2 separate regions of the Mus musculus genome follow, and region 2 is linked to region 1. The links are chromatin contacts, called in public promoter capture Hi-C maps. All regions are on one chromosome and are shown on one strand. The core of a region is the stretch at or near the end of the contact, and the rest is flanking DNA. Distances in the headings are between cores, read along the strand shown. Region 1 holds the start of Kdm1b (lysine (K)-specific demethylase 1B). Region 2 holds the start of Ninj1 (ninjurin 1).

What was found. Promoter capture Hi-C pulls out the DNA fragments that hold promoters and counts their contacts.
Region 2: a promoter capture Hi-C map of liver shows a contact between it and region 1, with 6 times the contacts expected there. The contact joins the promoter of Ninj1 here to the promoter of Kdm1b in region 1. A contact is called at or near these places in 1 of 39 promoter capture datasets (liver), 1 of 484 Hi-C or Micro-C datasets (CD4 T cells) and 1 of 9 other capture datasets (pancreatic islet).

The regions. Positions count from the first base shown.
Region 1 is chr13:47,040,040-47,045,445 of GRCm38.p6, reverse strand. Kdm1b (lysine (K)-specific demethylase 1B) reads right to left here and starts at 1,947. Exons shown (of 21, transcript NM_172262.3): 1 at 1,776-1,947. It overlaps Tpmt (thiopurine methyltransferase), which reads left to right and starts at 2,229. Exons shown (of 9, transcript NM_016785.2): 1 at 2,229-2,342; 2 at 3,867-4,047; 3 at 5,250-5,342. The coding sequence starts at 3,923.
Region 2 is chr13:49,183,948-49,189,509 of GRCm38.p6, reverse strand. It overlaps Ninj1 (ninjurin 1), which reads right to left and starts at 1,981. Exons shown (of 4, transcript NM_013610.3): 1 at 1,873-1,981. The coding sequence starts at 1,947.

The DNA of each region.
Region 1 (5,406 bases), core at 698-3,197:
GTTAAAAAAAAGTGTTAAAAGTGAATATACATGCAAATATGTCAGTATTTAGAATTATGTTTAAATAACTCCCAGGTGTTCTGAACGTAGTTTATTGAAGAGTTTAAACACCAACACATAAAATTCATAAAAACTGGAGTTCAAAAGAATCGAAAATAAGAGTAAAAATTTACGGTGGAGGCAGCATTACTTGTAAGAACAGGACAAACTACTAGAAACTTCTCTGTTAATGAAAGAAACTGAAATCTCCATGGGTCATTTAAAATAGGCAAGCTGAGTGCGTCATATTCCCAAGATAAACTGAGTTACGGAAATACAGACCCAGTGCTATAATTTAATATTCAACACCCAACCCAATAATTCAATTCTTAATTCCCTATTGCCCTGCGTCTTTTCTCAACTGTTCCCCGTGTGGAAGACAATTATTGACGAGAGAATTTTCTCACATACCCTCTGAAGAAAACCTCCGAAAGGATTCCACAATATATTGTGTAAGCATTCAAAGCAGATGTGGTTGGTGGCTTTGTATTTGCTGCAGAAAGGCTGGGGCAGAAGGATTGCTTTGAGTTGGGAGGCTGAAGACTAACCAACGCTTTTTGAGCTGTGCCTGGGTTAAGAAAGGGATTCCCCACACCTGGCGTGGTCTGCTGCTTGCTCGAGAACTTGGGCCTCGGTGGCTGGGTTCCAGATCACTCAACCCCAACTTTCTGCAGCTGGGCCTGCTTCTCTTACAGGCCAGCTGCGCCGACTATCAGCCATATGGACCGGGACCTGGTGGTGTGCAATCCCAAGGAAGGCTTGCTTGAGCCCTCATCAGCGGCCCTCGCGGCAGATGCCCAAGGTATCCGCTACACCAGCGAACCTGACGGCGCCTCGCTGCCCAAGGTGGGGATCGCAACCTGGGATCCCTCCTCCTGGCCGCGGTGCTCCCACTGCCCCACACAGGAGCCCAGCGTGGGGTTTCTCCTCACCACCACAGAGCGGGAAGGGAAGCCTGGGCCCCTCCTACCAAGCTTTGGGGATTCCCGACCACCCTGAGTGGGGAAGGCAGTCTGGTGTCCCCCCTCCTGGCTGCGGGGTTTCCACGTCCCTGGTGGGAGCACAGTATAGGGTCCCTCCTTTTGGCTACGGGGTTCCCTGGTCCGCAAGTGGGACCGCAGCCTAGGGTCTCTCTTCGCGACTGGCGGGGGGTGGTTTCCACGGCCCCGAGTGGGAGCCCAGAGTGGGGTTCCCTCCTTTGGGCTAAGAGATTCCTACAGTGGGGTAACTCCTCTACGTTAAGGGGCTCCTACAGCTCCGGGTGGGAGCAGAGAAAGGGGTCCTGCCTCCATGTAGATGGGTTCCCTACAGCGCTGGGTGGAATCCCAGAGTAAGACCCCTCCTCCAGGCTGCGGGGTTCCCATAGCCCAGAGTGGAAATCCAGACTGGGGTCCTGTCCACCCGGTCCGCAGCTGGTGCCGGCGCCAGAGTGCCAGGTGCAGCCGCCGCCCAACTCACCTCCGCCCGGCCGAGGCGCAAGCAGCTCCCTGCAGGGTTCCAAGAGAGCGACGAGTGGGAAAGCCCGCGGCGCCGCAACCCCGCAGCCCAGCGCGGGAAGCCCCGGCTTGCACAGGGTCCCCCACGCCACCCCTTCCAAACGCGGGACGCCGGGGAGCCCCGGGGAACGCGCGCGCCTCCAGACCAGGCTCAACACACAGCCGGCCGCTTTGTGCGGAGCTGTCACCCGAAGCCCGCCGCCACCCCCAAGCGCGCCCGCGTGAGGCTCGAGTCCCTACCTCAGAGCGCTGGCCAGGGGGCGAATGCTGCCCTGGGCTGCACCGGGCTGCACCGGACGGCCTGATCCGCACTGCCAGCTGCAGCAGCTCGGCCGCCGCCGCTTCCGCCCCTATCACGCCGTGACCCGGAGTGGGAGGAGCGCACAGGCCCAGGGAGCAGGAGGGTCCCGGCGCTCGCCCCGCCCCGATGATTTCCGCCACTGCGCAATCTCGGCAGCTGCTAAGGGCGGGGCCCTACGCGTTCTGGGCGGAGACCTTGCTTCGGGGCGGGGCTTAGGTTTGAAGGTGGGGCCTGGGCGGCCTGGGTGGGGTCACAGGGTCCTGGGAGGGGCCTGCGCGCCCTGGGCGTGGTCTGCACGCTGGGCGGAGCCTGCGTGTCCTGGGCAGAGTTCTCACGCCCCGGGCAGGGCCTATAGGACCGGAGCCTGGATAATCTTTTCCGGGGTGGGATCAGACCACATTGGGCGGGGCCTTCGCCCCTGGGGCGGGGCCTGTGAGTCCTTGCACAGCTCCCGGCTTACAAAGGCGGGCTAGTGTCTGAGAGGTAAGCAGCTAGCTGCAGCCAAGGTAAGTAAGTTCTCAACCGGTAGTAAAGGCGGTCATCTGCTAAGACTGTGTGAGCCTGTTACAGCGTTTTTTCAGAATGGGGCTCCCGAAAAGCATGGATGACCCAGCTACTTGAGTCCCGAAAAGGGGTTCCGATAACCGCAGCAAAAACTGGGAATAAATGATCAGACTAGAAATGCTTTGAGTCCGATGTATTAAGTAGCCCCTTGCTTAGTGGTGTGTTTCAGATAACAATGTCCACGTGTAAAATACTGAGCCATCCTGGAGATTTGTGGACTTCAGTGAAGTTAGCTTTTCAGTTTAATGAAATTCAAAAATAAAACTAAAGCAGAACCCAAGCATTGTTGTGTACGAGGAAGCTGAGGCAGGAGGATCAGGGCGAGCTAGAGGTCAGCCTGTACTATATAGTGAGTTCTAGATAGACCCTCTGTTAAAAATGAAAAAAAAAAATCCTAGGCAGAAAAAGATGTTTTTTAGGTAGGCATATTGGACGTAAACGTTTGTTAGTGGGAGTTATTGCGGATCTGTCTTTTCTCAACCTTGTACTTTGCACCTTTATTGTTTTTAGAATTTTTTTTTTTCTCAAAAAATGATCAGTGAGCACCACTCTGAGGCGCTGTTACAACAGCTAAGTGGTTGTGTTTAACAGCCCCAGCTTCGGTGAGGTAGAGCTGGGTGGGCTAAAGATCTTTCTTCTGTGTTCAGGAGAGCCCTTGTTTCTGTAGGGCACCTTTGGGCATCACAGCTTCTGATAGAGAGTGGAGATGGGAGGAGAGCGATTCTCTTGCTTTTCTGTATCCACAATAATCCCATACTTCCCTCCGACCTCTCAGAATGCTGGACTCTGCCCCCTGACATGAGCATCAGGGAAAAGCCTTTTGTTAGCAAATACTTGGCTGTGAAGTGCATTTCCGTTCCCAGAGTTGATGGGGATGGTCCTTCTTTAATCCTAAGCACAGAAGCTAAATCATGCAACAACAGGACATTTCCTTACATTACTGCCTTTGTGACATGTTTGCTGGTTCACAGATTCAAGACATATGATCACCAATGATTTAAAGGGCAGGTTGGAACTGTGGAATTTTTTTTTAGTTTTTTTTTTTTTTTCCTTATATGAACGAATGTCTTGCCTGTATTGGATCCACTGCAACGGGGTTACAGACAGCCACGAGACACCTTGTGGTTTCTGGGAATTGCACTGGGTTCTTTTCAAGAACAACAAGTACTCTTAACTACTGCTGGGATTGAAGGCATGCTGCCATTCATATCTTATTTGTTTTTGAGAGAGTCCTGCTACGTAGCCCTGGATGGCCTGGAATCTACTATATAGATCATGTCGGCCTGGAATTTGCAATAACCCTCTTGCCTCTATCTCCCAAGTACTGGGGGCATGTGACGACTCTCCTGTCTTTAATGCTGATATGTGTTTTTAAAGCTATTGCCCTAGGTAGAGGGTTTTGTAGCGTTCATTAATAGAATCACAATGTTCCTGAATGACATCATTGTAGATGTCTTTCCACTTAGGCACTGGAGACACCAACCTCAGAGACAAAAATTGTCTACAACCCGTGGATGGTACCATGTCCCTTGATATGAAAGAGCACCCTGATGCTGAGGTACAAAAGAACCAAGTACTAACCCTGGAAGACTGGAAAGAGAAGTGGGTGACCCGTCACATCTCATTCCATCAGGAGCAAGGGCATCAGTAAGACATGTTTGGTCTCTGGCAGAGAAATGCTTTAATCAGAAACTGACTCTAGCGGGTGTGTACCTTGGTGGGTAGAGAGACCTTAGCATGAAGGAAGGTCTTGGTTTGTTCTGCAACACTGAACAAAACTGGGCGCAGTGGCATATGCATGTAATATCAGCGTTTGAGAGATGGAAACAAAAGCATTAGAAATTGAAGCTGCATAAGTGAGTTTGAGGCCAGTGCTAAGCTCCAGGGAGAGAGAGAGGAAAGAAGAAAAAAGAAACTGACTTTGAAATAAAAGTAACACACAAATACATTATTGCATTTCTTTTCAGACACACTGTCATCTCATATCGTTAGGGAATCACAAAGCACCCATAGCACATCATACTTTGATTTCTCTCAGTGTGCAATAATCTGATTTACAGATATATGAAATATATCTTCTTCTTAAAGCTCACCCTCACTTTGTTCACGTTGGTCACAGGTGCTTATACATGCAGCAGATACTGAAACAACATCTAACTTTCTGTCTCCTTATGTTCTAAAGCAAGGGCAAGCAAGGGTGAGCTCCCACAGGCTGCCTCAGCAGATATAGGCACTTGCCACATACCCCTACAGCCTGGGTTCTGTCCCTAAACACCACATGAAGGAAAGTGAGAACTGACTCTTGAAAGCTGTCCTCTGACCTCCAGACATGTGCTATGACATGGGAACATCATACATGTGTATGATAGATGTACACATAGACATATACACACACACCATAAATTAACTTAACTAAAATTAAGGAAAAAGTTAAGTTTATTGAGAGAATATTCTCTGATATTTTGAAAATACATAAATTTAGAGACCCCTCTTCTTAACATCACTTTCACGTAACAACAAAAATAAGAATATAAATATAAATGTAGACTTTTCCAAATGTATTTCTCAAGGCAACATAAGCAGTTTTTACTTTCCAGTCATGAAAACTCCAGGTTGCTAGTCATATGTAATACTAAGTAACTGCGTAGTGAAGCAAGTAACTTAGCTAACCTGTTTCTTTGAGTGTAACCCGGAGGTTGTAATAATTAACATTACCTGCTTGTTACAATGTTGAGAGTACTGAGATAATGAATGCAAAAGTTCAGAGTGTCATAAATTCTCCTCTCCCCTTTCCTGTGATTCTGGGCTAGTTAAAGCAAGCATTGTGGTAACTTTGTTCTCTTCCCCAGGCTGTTGAAGAAGCATTTGGATACATTTCTTAAAGGCCAGAGTGGACTGCGAGTGTTTTTCCCCCTCTGTGGAAAAGCCGTTGAGATGAAATGGTATGCACAAGTGAGCGTCAGCTAGTTTTGGCAGAGCAATTCTCAGGATGAATATTTAACAGAG
Region 2 (5,562 bases), core at 732-3,231, 2.1 Mb before region 1:
CTTTATGTCAGCCATATAGTTTTCACTTAGCAGAGGCACTTACTATGATGCCACTTCGTAGATGATAAACTGAGGCACAGAATGCTGACACGACACACCTTAGAAAGTTGGGAGGTAGGAGCCTGAGGTTGGGAAGGGGGACCAGGCATTGAGCAGGGCAGCCTTCAAAGTTAGCCACACCTCAGAGAAGCATCCTGTGTCCCCAGAGACTCTAGACAAAAATCTCCCTCCCACCCAACCCTGTACAGTCTCAGTAACGAGCCTCTGGTCTCCACTTGTACTGTTCCCCTGACCTCTTCCACTCACACCAAAGGGCCAGATCTGTCCCTCCCCTAAGCCAGTGCAAACACCTCCACCACACAGGGAGCCTTCTCTGACCTCTTTGCTCCCTACTAACCACTATGGCAGGCAGGCAGGCAGGCAGGCAGGCAGGCAGGCAGGAACCCTGCATACCCTTGAGAACCTAATTTAGTTGATTTCATTCTCCTAGTTGGCTCTTCAAAGAAATGGCGGGGGAGGGGGTGGAATATCTCTCTCCTTGTTCCCAGAGCCAAGACAGTGACCCCTGAGCAATCCAACCCAATCTCTCCTGTGTCTGTGCTCAGAATTCTCTTGGGAGGCACAGCTGATCCAGCTGTCTGCAGAGCTGAAGGGGGAGGCTGCTGCTCAGAGACAGCCAGTTTCCCTTCAAATCCGCAGCTGAACCACGGGCCCACCTGTTCCTGATTTGCATCCCTTGTCCTTAAAGGCCTAGAGATCACTGGTTCTTTATTGTAGACCCACATACAAAAGGCCCAGACAGTTGATGGGCTCCCTAAAGGAACTCAGCCCGGGGTGTCCCTGGCCCACTGCTTCCGGAGTGTTCACACATTTTGGCAGAGCCCAAGTCTCAGCTGGCACACCTGAAGTAGTCCCAGGAGACGTTGGTGTTCCCTGTTTCCACTATATGGACCTGGGCAGAAAGTCTCTGTTCTGGTTTATTTTGCACCGCAAAGACTTGTGGAAAATCCCAGCCTGGTGCAATTCCCCACCCCACTCCACCCCATCCCTGGGGGGGGGGGTCGGAAATAGAAGGAATGTCCAAAGTCAACATGTCACCGAGGGACAGAGGGCCATGCGGGGTGGTACAAGTGAAGGCTCGGCCCTGGCATGCTCAGGCCCTGCCCCGGAGGTAGACTATGAGGTGAGGGGTCAGGAAAGATGGTCCCTCGACACAGGCATCCGACCATCGCTGTGGCCTTAGCAGGCTAGGCAGAGCAAACTCGAGGCAGGTCCTTACAGTCCTAGAACTAGCACCCTGACGATCGAGAGGGTGGCGTTCTGTTTTTCATAGGCAGGTGACAGCAGCAGAGACACAGCCACGGGTTTCCCCCTTATCACTGCTGCAGACGACCGTGTGGTCACCGTGTGGTGACGTAGCTGTCTGCCTGATGCTAGCTTCCAACCAGGAGGCGGTGACTCTTCTCCCGCCCACCCCAAGGCACGCAGGAGACAGCCCGGAGGCGTTGGAAGTTGGAGGATGGTGTGGGAGGCAGGAGAGTCCCGGAGAGCGGAATGCCAGCCTTCTCCACCCGAGGAGTGGTGCCAGCCAGACGCGGGCTCTGCACAGCGGGGCGACGGCAGCAAGCTAGACCGCCCGGCGCCTCTGCCTACCTGCTGTGCTGGCCCCAGACCCGTGGGCCACCACTTGCGCTAGAGACAGGTCAAGCACGACTTTGCCCGGAAGCAGCGGCCACCACCACCCCCCGCAGTGCGGACGCCGCGCGAAACCGGGCCAGACGCCCACAGGTGCCCGCTGACGTGCCGGGCCCAGAGAGGGCGGCGCCGGCCAAGGTCACACAGCAGCCGGGGCAGGAGGTGCTGAGAGCTTACCAAGGCGTCGGGGGAACCGGGGGAGCCCGGGCGCAGGTCGCCGTTGAGCTCATACTCCTCAGTGCCCGACTCCATGGTGCGGCCGCCCGGGCCGCCCAGCACACGGCCTGAGCGCACCCGCGCCTCCGCCACGGGCTACGGCTGTGCGCCCGCCCCCGGCCCGCCCCCGGCCCGCCCCCGACACGCCCCCCGCGCGCGGCCGCCCCCGGACTCCGCCTCCACCCGGGGCGGGCCGGGGCCTAGACGCCAGCTGCTGGAATCGCGCCTGAGCAGGATAGCACTTCTCCAGCGGCCTTGATGTCCCCAATTCTCAGGCTCCTTCACGATGGCTAGGGCAAGCAGCCCAGCGCCTGTCCTCGCGATGACATCGGGGGTCCCCAGGGACCCTGTCTCAAAGTTGTTGATCAAACGGGCCCCCCTCTGAACTTTGAACATAAGCACTTGATCTGTTTAAAAGTGAGGCCAAGGGCGAGGCACATGCTGCCCCGTGCTGAGGTTTTTTCCTTGGGGAGGACACGCCCTGAGGCTGTAAGTCCCTTCAGGGTAACTCAACACAGGAAAAGGGTGTCAACGGTTACTCCAGGTTTCCACTTTAGAGCCCTCAGCTGTTCTGCCTGGAGAATAGAACATATGAGGGAGAGCCTCTTGCTCTGGGTCTAGCTTGCAGCCAGCACCCCACTGTGCAGAGCCTGCGTGTGGCTGGCACTGGTGGAGAAGGCTGGCATTCCGCTCTCCGGGACTCTCCTGCCTCCCACACCACCCTCCAAGAGAGACCAGGGACCAGAGGGAAGCACAACAGCTTTAGTGTCCAGAAGAAGCTGACATCATAGCCCTGACATCTATACTCCAAGGGTATGACGTGTTGGTTGGCTACTGCAGTTCGTGGCCCAATGGACCTTTGTGCCCCAGTACCATGTCTTTTCCTGGCCTAGGAAGCTAGATGGAGTGTGATGGGGTGCTGTCGTCCGAGGAGACACACTAGATGCAGGAGTAAAAGCCAGTTGCTGTGCCTTCTTCCTTCCCACCCTGGCCTCACTCTCAGGCCCCATGCTTTGCCTGGCCTCAGGGGTGCCACACTCCTCTCCTGGTATCTCCTAGAGTCTCAGAAGGAATAAGGACGATGAGACTCTTAGGGAGATTACAAGCTGGGGCTCAGAACTACCGTTCCTTGATGGAGTGGTTCACCTTCTCTTTATGACCCTTCTTGCCAGCTTGTGTCTTAGCATAAGGCTGGAGTTTGCTAAAGGCCAAGTGAACCTGCGGACCCTCTGTCCCCTGTCTCACATCCAGAAGGAAGAGGATTAGAAATAAGAAATGGAGCCAGCCTGGTGGTAGAGGTGGTGGCACAAGCCTTTAATCCCAGCACTTGGAGGCAGAGACAGGTGTATGTCTGAGTTCGAGGCCAGCCTGGTCTACAGAGCAAGTTCCAGAACAGCCAGAGCTACATAGAGAAACGCTGTCCCAAAAACAAAAAAGATACCTGGGCAGAAGAGATGGCTTAGTAGTTAAGAGTACCGGCTGCTTGCAGCTCTTGACCGTCTCTCACTCCTCTTCCAAGGCGTCTTACATCCTCTTCTGGCTTCTGTGGGTACCAGACATACATGCAGGCAAAACACCCATCTACATAAAATAAAATGACAAAGAAAATTATTTAAAAAGAAGAAAGAAATGGTACCCAAGGCTGTCTGTATGCCAGGTCCTGTTGCAGGCATTACAGGCTGGAGCTAGACAGTAGAAATCTGTCCTGTGGAGCAGATGGACAGTCAGACACAAATAAGAGGCCAGCACTTTGTGAAGCCTGGTGCCATACTTCTTAAGAACAGGGCTAAGGGGTGAGGAGGGCTGGAGAGACGGCTCAGCAGTTATTAACCCTTGTTGCTCTTGCAGAGGTCCCGAACTTGATTCCAGCACCACATTGGAGGGGTCATAAGCACTCCAGCTCCAAGGGATCTGACAGCTTCTTTTACGCATGCATTGGTGTGAAATTTTTTTATTTATTTAATAAATAGCAATTATTTAACAATTGTTTTTGGGGTTTTTTTGTTGTTGTTTGTTGATGTTTTTTTGGACACAGTCTCACTATGTAGCACTGTCAGACCTGGAAACTCACTATCTAGATTAGGCTCCCCTCAAAGTCACAGAGAACTATCTGACTCTGCCTCCTGAGTGCTGGCATTAAAGGCATGAGCCATCGTGCCTGCCTGACACAACTTCAGATACACACACACACACACACACACACACACACACACACACACACATCTTTAATCCCAGCACTTGGGAGGCAGAGGCTGGCAGTCTGGTCTACAGAGCCCATTCCAGCACAGAACTACACAGAGAGACCAGAGAGACCAGAAAGACCCCTGTCTTGGAAAAAAAAAGAAAAAAAGACTGCAGAGGCAACACAGTTGGTAGAGTGATTGCTTCAAGTGTGAGGGCCTGATTTTGGTCTCCAGAATCCACCTAAAGTGCCTGGTACTGGGGTGTGCAGATTTATAATTCTAGGAATAGCAAAATAGGAGCAGAGAGAGACATGGGTGGATCCCTGGAGCTCATTGCCTGTTTGCTGTCCCCAGTCACAGTAATATTTCCAAGTTGAACAGGTGATCTTTACAAAGGGCCCTGGAGACCAGTACTTGCTCCACACGCGTGCATGGGGTACCCAACTCTTCAGGTTGTTTTCAGACGTGAAACAGATGGCACAGAAAGTGCCAGCCAGTCAAAGGTGTTTGTGAGAAAATGGGATTTTTCCACTTACCCAGCTTCAGGGCCTGATGCTCCATAACTCTGTGTCACCTGAGGTGACAGGAGGCTATGGACAGAGACTGAGGACAGCAAAGGGGCTAGATTCCAACTTGACCCTTTCCATGACTGAGACTGATTGCTTAGCTCCTGGCTTGCCTGTTCACTCTTCAGTACTTTGCCCATTTGGGAGTCCTGGGGATTAGGGGTGCAAGTGCCTACCCTGGGACACAAGGGAATCTTACACTAGGCAGAGTGTATAAATAATTCCACAGCCCACAGGTCAGCCTACCAAGTCCCTATTGGGCTGGACCCCCACACTGGAGCAGGAGTTGAGGAACACCAGGGCATTCGAGGGCAGACATGACAGTGCTTGCCTATGATACCTCAGCCTGGGGCTTGGTGTGTCTCATGGAGTAAAACAATGGAGGCTAACTCGGCCCACTGGGTTACAGCAGGATGCTTCCATGATGAGTAACTGAGCAAAGCAACTTACAGGACAGATTATTTCAGCTCAGTTTTTTAGAAGTTTGAGTCCGTGGCCAGATGGCCTCATCGGGTTCTATTATAGGAGGCCTGAGATGAGGCTAAGACAGCATGACAGAAGGCCATTGCAGAGGGAAGCTGCTCACCTCGGAGTAGCCAGGAAGCAGACAAACACAGAAATGAAGGGTCCAGGGAAAGGTCTACTGAAGCAGTAGTGTGCAGGGTGTGTGTGTTTGTTCATGCGTGCGTGCGTGGTGCGTGTGTTCTGGCAGGCTTCTGAGACATCAGTGGAACCTGTCCTGTCCTTAGAGCCCCTGGGCAACTCCCGCTGAGGGTCCTTAGTGCTGTTTCAGAGGGACACGAGGACTTTGATGGAGCAATTGAGCTGTCACACTGTGTTGCTGCAATTACTCAGTGTTCCACCCCCGGCCTTGGGCACTGCTTCTTCTCCTCTAGTCTTAG